Regions from separate parts of the Cydia pomonella genome. Here region 1 is linked to region 2. A link is a contact called in public Hi-C data. All regions are on one chromosome and are shown on one strand. The core of a region is the stretch at or near the end of the contact, and the rest is flanking DNA. Distances in the headings are between cores, read along the strand shown. Region 1 holds the start of LOC133518904. Region 2 holds the start of LOC133518906 (ubiquitin carboxyl-terminal hydrolase isozyme L3).

What was found. Hi-C and Micro-C count contacts between places; a contact is called where the count stands out from the background.
Region 1: a contact with region 2 is called in a Hi-C map of whole body, with 9 times the contacts expected there. The contact joins the promoter of LOC133518904 here to the promoter of LOC133518906 in region 2. A contact is called at or near these places in 2 of 2 Hi-C or Micro-C datasets (both in whole body).

What each region holds. Positions count from the first base shown.
Region 1 is chr6:9,900,042-9,904,783 of ilCydPomo1, forward strand. LOC133518904 reads right to left here and starts at 1,350. Exons shown (of 4, transcript XM_061852684.1): 1 at 874-1,350; 2 at 421-592. The coding sequence starts at 982. It overlaps LOC133518910 (histone-lysine N-methyltransferase, H3 lysine-79 specific), which reads right to left. Exons shown (of 17, transcript XM_061852694.1): 17 at 3,081-4,742.
Region 2 is chr6:9,662,624-9,667,565 of ilCydPomo1, forward strand. It overlaps LOC133518906 (ubiquitin carboxyl-terminal hydrolase isozyme L3), which reads left to right and starts at 2,848. Exons shown (of 2, transcript XM_061852686.1): 1 at 2,848-3,153; 2 at 3,269-4,149. The coding sequence starts at 3,280. The coding sequence ends at 3,972. LOC133518903 (sodium/potassium-transporting ATPase subunit beta-1-interacting protein 4) reads right to left here and starts at 2,755. Exons shown (of 5, transcript XM_061852683.1): 1 at 2,517-2,755; 2 at 2,301-2,438; 3 at 1,540-1,620; 4 at 124-382. The coding sequence starts at 2,570. LOC133518902 (major facilitator superfamily domain-containing protein 12-like) reads right to left here. Exons shown (of 9, transcript XM_061852682.1): 9 at 4,663-4,942.

The sequences.
Region 1 (4,742 bases), core at 100-2,599, 240 kb after region 2:
AACATTAAAGACGAAAAGATTCAGCACATTGGTAACTGTATTATAGTAATCATTTTTAAGGAATAATCTTTATTGTGTTGAGCTCATTATTTGACAGCTCCCCAATACTTGCGAACGCTAAGCGGCGCTGCCATCGTGCATAGGTGTGCTATTTGTGTGCCTTTAATATTTCAAGAGTACTGCCATAAGTTCAGGATACATAGATATAAACAGAAGTTAATTGGTCTAGAACTTGTTTGAGGAAACCTATACCTCTTTTGTACAAGCAACATACTAAATTAATAAGTAAAAAAGGAATGTATTGTATAAAAAAAAGGATAATTCAGAGATTATAATTATGTTCTAGTTGATAACAAAATTATAGTTATTTAGTAAAAGCTTGATAATTGAATATTGCTAAATTTGTTAAAATGTACTTACATAAAAGATATAGAAAATGAAAATGATATATTTGGTCCATGCTCCATCTGAATAGAAGAGTTCTCCATAACAAAGACACCTGCCGGGTTCTTTGTATCAAACTTGCCCATCTCACTTATTTTGAAGTAGAACAAGTAATTGTTGATGAGCCGAAACCACCTCTCCTTGAACACTGAAAGATTGATTAAATGAGCCTAATTACTAAAACAAAGAATATTATTGAGTAGATACTAAAAGGATATTTTTTTTATTATTTATTTCTTAATATTATGAAGATACAAACAAATACAACTGGTTTACCATGCCACTCAGAAATGGTTAATTATAGATTATACTTGAAAAACCATATTGCAAGTTGTTTAGTCTTTCAAAATAACATTTTAATACAGATGATCGACATTGAGAATGGAACTTTGTCCTGTCTATTCTCATAGTAATAAGTAGCACTTTTACCTGCTTGATTGCGATAACCCCCATTAGAGACTTTTTTGTAGTTTAATCTCCCCTCAATAACACAAGGCTGGTCGCTCAGGTGAGCGAGTTCACGGACGTTGCATTTCATGAGGACAAGCAGTAGAACATCACTCTCAGCTAAAAAGTTACCCTTCAAACACTAGTTTCATTTTGTTTGATAAATGTATTGTTACTGTAATTCATAACAAGCATTTAAACTATGTTTTACATACTTAACTTAATTATTATAATTTTCGTTTATTTTTGTAGATGATTGTCCTATGAAATTAAATTGACACTCAATTGACAGTGACGTGAGACGTGTAGTGTTGTCATGTTTTATTTACAAAGAAGTAACTGAATTTAAGATATTAATAAACGGTCGAACACGTCGATCATGTCCGAACATGGTCCGAACTGAAACAATCTAGTCACAGACTCTACAGGAGACATGACGATCAAAATGTTTGATAACATGATGATAAGATGGTTGTGGATGATAATTTCTGATCTGGGGGTTTACCGCGAAAACCGAAATTCGCAAATTGGGGGATCTTTCTCTTTTACTCTTACTAAGACGTAATTAGAGTGACAGAGAAAAATGCCCGCAATTGACGAACTTCGATTTTCCCGGTAGGAGCCCTGATTATATTCAGAATTTGATAGCCTTTGACCAAGCTAAACGAAGGCAGCGATTTTGATAACACAAACTGTGCAAGTGTTATTTAATCATCATAATTTCATAGAAGTTTGACTTTTAAAATAGCGCTTGCAGTCTTTGCTATCAAAATCACTGCCAACTTAGTTTGGTCTAACTTTAGTTAATGTCATCTAGCGTCCACAAGTACACAATTTCATAATGGGATCAACGAACTTATTGTGTCTAGATCACACAATTAAACTAAGAATTTAAACAGATTGTACGAAAAATTGTCCTGTCTGGATACTCCTTAAGAACGAAGACAGAGTGTGTCTGAGTGACAGAGAGCGAGATACCAATACGTATGGAGTGTGGAATTAAAAGTACTGAAATCTCTTATGGTACAACTGTTGCAAAAGTGTGCAGAGGGCCTACCGCGAAAACTGAAATTCGCAAATTAATAAGTCGTAATTGGAGTAACAGAGAAAAATTCCCGCAATTATTGTCAGCTATAAATAATAGTTCTAAAATTTAGAATCTAAATCTCTCTAGAGGTTATATTGTATGTCTATGCTCTAGAGTAGCGCTAGAGTAGCTAAGAACTAGTACTTGGTCTTGATATACGAGGTTTATGCAACCTTCTTAATGTCGTATTCATGCCTTTAAATTGTACCAATTTTATAGTGACATCTGGTGATGTAGTTTGCACAATCGGTAGTCAACTTTGCGCAAAAGTAGGTTATCGGATCCCATTAATAGAAATTGCCGCTACCTTTACTAATGTTAACTACGTTTCTAAGTGCCGCCCCCCTGGGTATTATAGCGCCACCTATTTAAGGTTTTTTGACGCCACTTTTCGGTACATGGAGATTCCATTCTTACCTCCACCTTCCATACCAATACGTAACGGCCATGGATAGGCTATGGTATCAAAGAATACAATACTCACAGGATGATATAGTAAATTTTTAGGGTTCCGTACCCAAAGGGTAAACAGGATCCTATTATTAAGTCTCCGCTGTCCGTCTGTGACCAGGCTGTATCTCGTGAACCGTGATAGCTAGACTGTTGAAATTTTCACAGATGATGTATTTCTGTTGCCGCTATAACAAATACTAATAAGGGTTCCGTTTTTTGCCATTTGGCTACGGAACCCTAAAAAGTACGGAATCCTCGGTGGACGAGTCCGACTCGCACTTGTCCGATTTTTCATTTCTGCCTATTCCCACTAAAAGCCTGAGTCCTGAGTGACACTTCGAAACCACAAATATAGGTTCTTATTATTGTAATATCACGAAATATAGAGTCTGTTCGGAAAGAGAAGAGTTGTGGAATGTATTAGGCCCCATACATTCCACCACTCTTTTCTTTCCGCACAGACTCTAGTAAATTTTACTGTAACGTTTGAAACTTTATTTTGTAGAAATTTGCCCATTTTTATTTTATGCTATGTTAGATCTAAGAGATGAGATTAGGCTGTTTTACTACTAACCAATGTTACCATGTAAGTACCACAAAGTATTTGGTTCCTACAATAATGTGAGCATCAATGCAATGAAAAACACAATGAGTATAATTATTAATTTATTTTAACTTTTAGTACAAAATAAAACTAGTACACAGGGATACATCTCAAACCTAGCATTTGCAATGTTGAATAGTCCGAGCCTTACCACAATAAGTCTTCTCATTTGTACTATTTTAGACACTATGACCTCACACAATAGCTCATTTCCCCATCAAAAAATAAAACTTAGCCAATCCTGAATAATGTTATCACTCTCTGAGAGTATAATTGGTCAACACATGTTGACATAACACTAACTTACAACACACTAAAGTATTCTTCAAATACATAATTTTGAGGTTTGGAGCGGCATTAATGAGTTTTCAGGCACAATCAAACCAGTGCAGTCCAATGCTCAAAATACAAAAACGACACCTGAAAAACAGATTATCACCAAATATTTTACAGCTGTACTTGTAGCGTGTAATATAAGAGTCGTTTCTGTATTACAAACATTAAATCTTGAAAATCTCATTCACTAAGCCCAATATCGTTCATGGTCTCTGATTATTACCAATGTACATGTTACTATAATCACCCATAACATCACACAACAGTGTTGTGGCAATTTTTACCTGTAACAATAGGTAAATTAAAGGTGCACATCCAATTGAATTCAATGAAGTAATAAAACAACTTCTGAATTTCGAAATGAATATGCTACACAATGGTATAACATATATATATAATAAAGGTTAGTTTTGTCAAGAATGTTATAACAAAAACTACCTATCCCATTGTTACATAAACTCGCAGAATTCTATCAAAATATTAGATTTACAAAATATTTCGCTTGCTAGACATCTCTTCCAGTATGGAACTCTTAATTCTAGAAGGCGGATTAGTCCAAGTGGGCGAAATTACTTAATTGTGTCTGTCCGTTTAGTTTGATCCATGGCCTAGCGCTTAAAGTGAGAACGTCCACCGAACGTCGACCGCCGCAAGGCGCCGTGTTTGTGTTCGGTGCACGACTCGGAGCCGAAAAAGCAGTGTGGACGCGACCTGTTCATAAACATTTAACACGCGTATTACCTACTTGTATTGTTTTTAAGTTCTTACGCGGAGACAAGATTAACGTCAATAAAGTATTTTTATTAGGAAAATATGTATTTGTTTTAATATCAGCAAGGAGATTCAATTAAGTAAAATAAGTGTGAACTGTTTGTGAACAGGTATGCTTTATATGTGCAATATTGCCTGGCATTATACCGACTTCATCTTTTATATCAACCCGCAACTACAAATCGCTCATATCTCCTATTTATTTATGAAAATAGTTGTATACATTGTACATCTACACTAAAATAAATTTGCTAGCCGATCTATTTTTGGGGTTGTCCCAGAAATAAGTACAAGATAGTAAATTATAATTCTCCTAAATAATTAACTATTTTCCTAATACCCGATGATGGCAGTGAGTAGCTTTCTTTTTATATACATTTCAGTTAAATATAACTTATCCCAATTCTATACTTTAACTCATAAAGAACATTAAAATGTGTACCAGCCATATGAAAAACACACGTCAATGGTACTAAAATCCATTTAGGCAGGTACATTAATAAACTACAAAAAATAATGAACTTATGCAGACATGAACACTTAGGTTTATCCGCTTACTTCTGGGATTCCCTTACCTATTGAACAATATGGGTTTCGGAA
Region 2 (4,942 bases), core at 1,598-4,097:
AATCGTGCAGGTACCAAGAACATGAGGAACTTTAGTATCTCAAACCAAAATTCTGATTTTAATGACACAATCAATGTCAATTAAACAAAGAAATAATGATATATCAATTTTGTTGACATTTACCAGATGCTCCTGATGGTTTTCTTCTCTTATATGACTGAATAGTCAAGAGAATGGAGAGTGGCAATGCAGCAATTGTGAGAATAGCCGCTACAGCAGACTGTGTAAGTTCCACATGGTGCCATGGAAGGAAGCAGCCATCCACACGAGTGGGCCTCAGTGAGCCAGGGCCATCTTCCTCGCTCCATACTGTCTGGCAGCCCCAGCCATTGCCTTCCCACCAGCTAACACTGCCTGTCCCAAAGGATAGCAGGCCGCTTTCCTGGATTAAAAGATACTGATTGTAGAGAACTGTGTTTGCTATAAAATACACATTAACACATTGTAACTATGACACTCATACTACAATAAAACATGTTGTCAATTTAAGAAAACGAAAATAAACTTAGTCGCAAATTGTTGAGATATTACTGAATTGATGATATTTTGACTTTATTCATATGATACAAACATAATAACAACCAATTTACAATAAATATTCCGAGATGTTTAAACTATAACTTGTCTGTACTCGAACTAGCCGCTTGTCACTGCTTACCAGCCTTTTATAACATTTCCATGGAAGGTAGTGTTAAGGAATGCAAGCTCCATAGGCAGAACTTATGCAATAGTGTCCAGCTGTCAGCTATAAATAATAGTTCCAAATCTCTCCAGAGTAGCGCTAGACTAGCTAAAAATCTAGGCGTTATTGATGGAGTGAAGTGCGCTGTCTATGATTTGTTTTTTTTTTTCAAGTATTCTAGGTATTATAGCTATAGCGCCACCTATTTAAGGTGTTTTGATGATACTTTTTGGTATATGGAGATTCCATTCCTTAATATTTCAAAATGGTGTGAACCAGTGACAAGTAAGAGTCAATTGATACTCTTTTATAAGCTTGTCATAAATAAAATTAAGAATAGTCAAAATATAAGCATAATAATAAACATAAATAATGATCCTTACAAAATATACACCAAAGAGTAAAGTAAGTATATGATATACACACAAACTTTTGTATCATATCATTTGCCTTTTCTCAGATGTGCTGCTGCGTGTGCTCAAATGTGTGTGTTTTAACCCTTTAATCTAGTGCAGAAGAAGGATGGTAGTGAGTTCAAGCCTCCCTTAAAGCTCAATGATCAATATGAATGATTCTGGTTAGGAAAAACAATGCCAAAATAGGGTCTAAAATTATTTTGGATATCAGCAGATTTAGCCACCCTTTTCTTTTTCAATGAAGCAATTCACACCCTCTTCCTTATCTAAGTATGATTGGTTGGGATTTTGAGAACTCCTGTAAGATTATTCTACTAGGAAAACACTCATGCATATTGTAAATTGTGCAGAAAGTAAGTAAAGCATCTATCTATTGCTAACATACTATGGTGACACATTTTTCTAAAAAATAATCTCATTTTGTATTCATGAAAAACTTACCCTATTCAACGATCCAAGATTAAGATAGTAGCATATTAAAAATGTATTCCATGTTAGCCACATAAAACTCCATATTGCATACTGAAAAAGAAATAAAATAGTCATAGCATAGCAGAGCACAACTTAAGGCTAGAAATCTGTAACATGTACATAAAAGAGTGTACTTGGTTTTTTAAATATATTGGAATTATAACATTTTTTTTAAATCTATTTATCATAAAGGTACATAACTTAACTTTATGTTAACCGTTTGAACGCCACGCCTATCGTATGCGGCGCGTAATCGTGAACCTTGTCGGTACGCATGAAGGTTGATATTGGGCTGTAGCCGCGCGCGTCATATGACGTCTTTGGCGGTCAAAAGGTTAAAGTACCAGTGACTATTTGGTTAATTCAGGTTAATTTCAAAGCAATATTATTAGAGTAAATTATCCAGTAATTATTTTTTACCTATTCTTAAATTCATTTATACTAAATTTATTTTCTTCCCTGAGCAGGCTGATTTCATTAAAAAATACTTATAAATTATTTTGAAGCAACACATTTGAAATTGAAACAACACTAATATATTGCAGACTGTGATCCATAATGTATTAGTATAGGTACAATTAGGTTGATACAATATTTTATGTAACTATGAGCACCCATAAAAAGCAAATTTGTAATATGTAATAATAGTGCAGTTAAAATAGGTCAGTAACATACCAATTTATTAGTCATCTATATAAACAATAGGCAAGGAAATGACTCAGGCCACTTACCGCTATTAGGTACTTCGTGATGTATTGAACTGCTCCAAAGGATCCAAATATTATCAGAAGAATATTCACGAAATTAGCGATTATGGGTACCCACATAAAACCTAAGAAGTCAAACACTTGTCGTTGTACGGTGATGATCTGCAAAGGTAAATCGATATTAGTGCATTGAAACTATAACTTATCATATCAATTTAGAAATTACAAATAAATACATACCAATTCTATAATACAAACAGTCAATAACAACCCTCTTAACTCGCAAATAGCCATTATTTATAAATCAGGTACGCTTTTACTATTTTCCATAAAAGTTTCGTTGTTCTTTATTGTAATATATATATTTAAAAATAAACGAAGCCATACTCAGTCTAAAACGATTACAATAAAGGACAAATTGTACATATAAATAAATTAAAACAAGAATAATTAATAGGTAACATAACGTAACTACTAGCAAAGTGTAGTAGGAAATCATAGATTACAAAGGTTTTTTTTTATGAAATTGACAGTTATTACATCGACAATATAGTCATGTATTTGATTTTTTTTGTTCTTTTTTTATAGCCTTAATAGACAAGTGTACAGTACCGTACTGCGACTTCAGTGTGGGTGTAGTCCGCGTTTGATCAATCATGCAATTATCATAGGGTGTGTGAGGACTTTTATCTCTTATACCATAGACTATACCCTATACTAGACCATGACTAAGCTCGAAAATTGACAGATTTACGTACACTATCTGTAGCATTAACAAATTAAGTTTCTGCGAGGGTCTTTTGTATCGATCCATCATCTTTTATAGCATTGGAGAAGGAACAGGGGAACGGGTTCTCAGCTCATTAAATTACAATCGGTATGTGTTTTTTTACACTTTTTGATCCATACCGAAATGCATAACCTTAACATTAAAAACACACTTTTAAAACAAACAAAAGACGCCGGTAACCTTAGACTTATTACTTTTTCAGAACAAGAAAAAATGGCATCCGAGAATCTGATTCCGCTGGAATCTAACCCGGAGGTTATGAACAAATTCCTTCAGAAGCTGGGTGTACCAAGCAACTGGTCGATTGTTGATGTAATGGGACTGGACTCCGAAATGCTCTCCTGGGTGCCTCGCCCTGTGTTAGCCGTGATGCTGCTTTTCCCGATATCCGAGAAATACGAGCAACACAAACAGCAAGAGGAAAGTGATATTTTGTCTAAAGGGCAAGAAGTTTCTAGTAATATCTTTTATATGAAACAAAATCTAAGCAATGCTTGTGGAACCATTGCCTTGGTACATAGCGTTGCTAACAATACTGATAAGATCCATCTGAATGATGGTGTAATGAAAAAGTTTCTAGATGAAGCTAAGGGGCTGGATGCAGCGGCTCGTGGTGCTCTGTTGGAGAAGACTGAGGGTATTATCAATGCTCATAAGGAATTGGCACAGGAGGGCCAAACAAACACTCCTAGCGCTGAAGATCCTGTTAATCATCATTTCATTACATTTGTTCACAAAGATGGTGCATTATATGAACTGGATGGGCGCAAGGCTTTTCCGGTTAACCATGGACCAACAACTGCTGACACTCTATTAGATGATGCAGCCAAAGTTTGCAATGAGTTCATTGCCAGAGACCCAGAAGAGGTCCGCTTCACCGTAGTTGCTTTAACTGCTACTGACTGAGCATTTTAAACTTTTACCAATTTTTAAACCTACCATAATTCAAAAGACTGTAGGTCATTTTCAAGCAATGTGCTTCAAATGTTAAGCTATAAAGTATTCTTGTAATAAATTTAATAAAAAAAACTGCAATGCTAGGCAAGGCAAGCTTTTGTGATACCAATTAAATATTTATTTATACATTTGTGTTTTATTTCTTATTCCTAACAAACATACAAAGTTAATATTAATAGCTGGGTCCACACAGAGCGAGCATACACACGAGGCAATTTTCTCACGCACAAACCAGCCAGTGTAAACGTGCATCGGCCGAGGCGGCGCGTGCGTTTTCTTCGCCCGAGCACACTGCCTCGGCCGAGGCACGTGTACACTGGCCGGTTTGTGCGTGAGCCTTGCCTCGCGCGTATGCTCGCTCTGTGTGAACCCGGCTAATTAAGTAAGGGGATCAGTTATTGTCAGAGCAAAGACAAATCTGAAAAATAATATCAACTTTGTGTTAAAGACAGTACAGGGGTCACTAAATGGCAGACCGTGGTCCGCACCGGACCACCAAGTTATATTATCTTTTTAATTATTAAAAAAACTCAAGTTAGCTAAAACGGACAATGACTAATTTTATTTAAAAAAGTTGACCCCTGAAGAAACTAATGGTGATCCCAGTTATAGGGTGTTTATATAAATTAGAAATAAGTATTATATTCTATTTCATTTATTAAATTTCTTGCTATAATATGTACACAGTAAGTACACAAAAACATCAATATGATAAGATAATCCAATCTGGCATACATCACAATGCTCCAGTCATCTTAGGTGGAATGGATATGATTTCTAATAGCAACAATATCTAGTGTACTGGATACATAATAATTCTAGTATTACATATGAAACAGAATCTTGGTTGGGCTACATGTGCTGTATCTGTCAATATAAGTAAACTTTAATATAAAGTAACAATGTTTAATATATACAT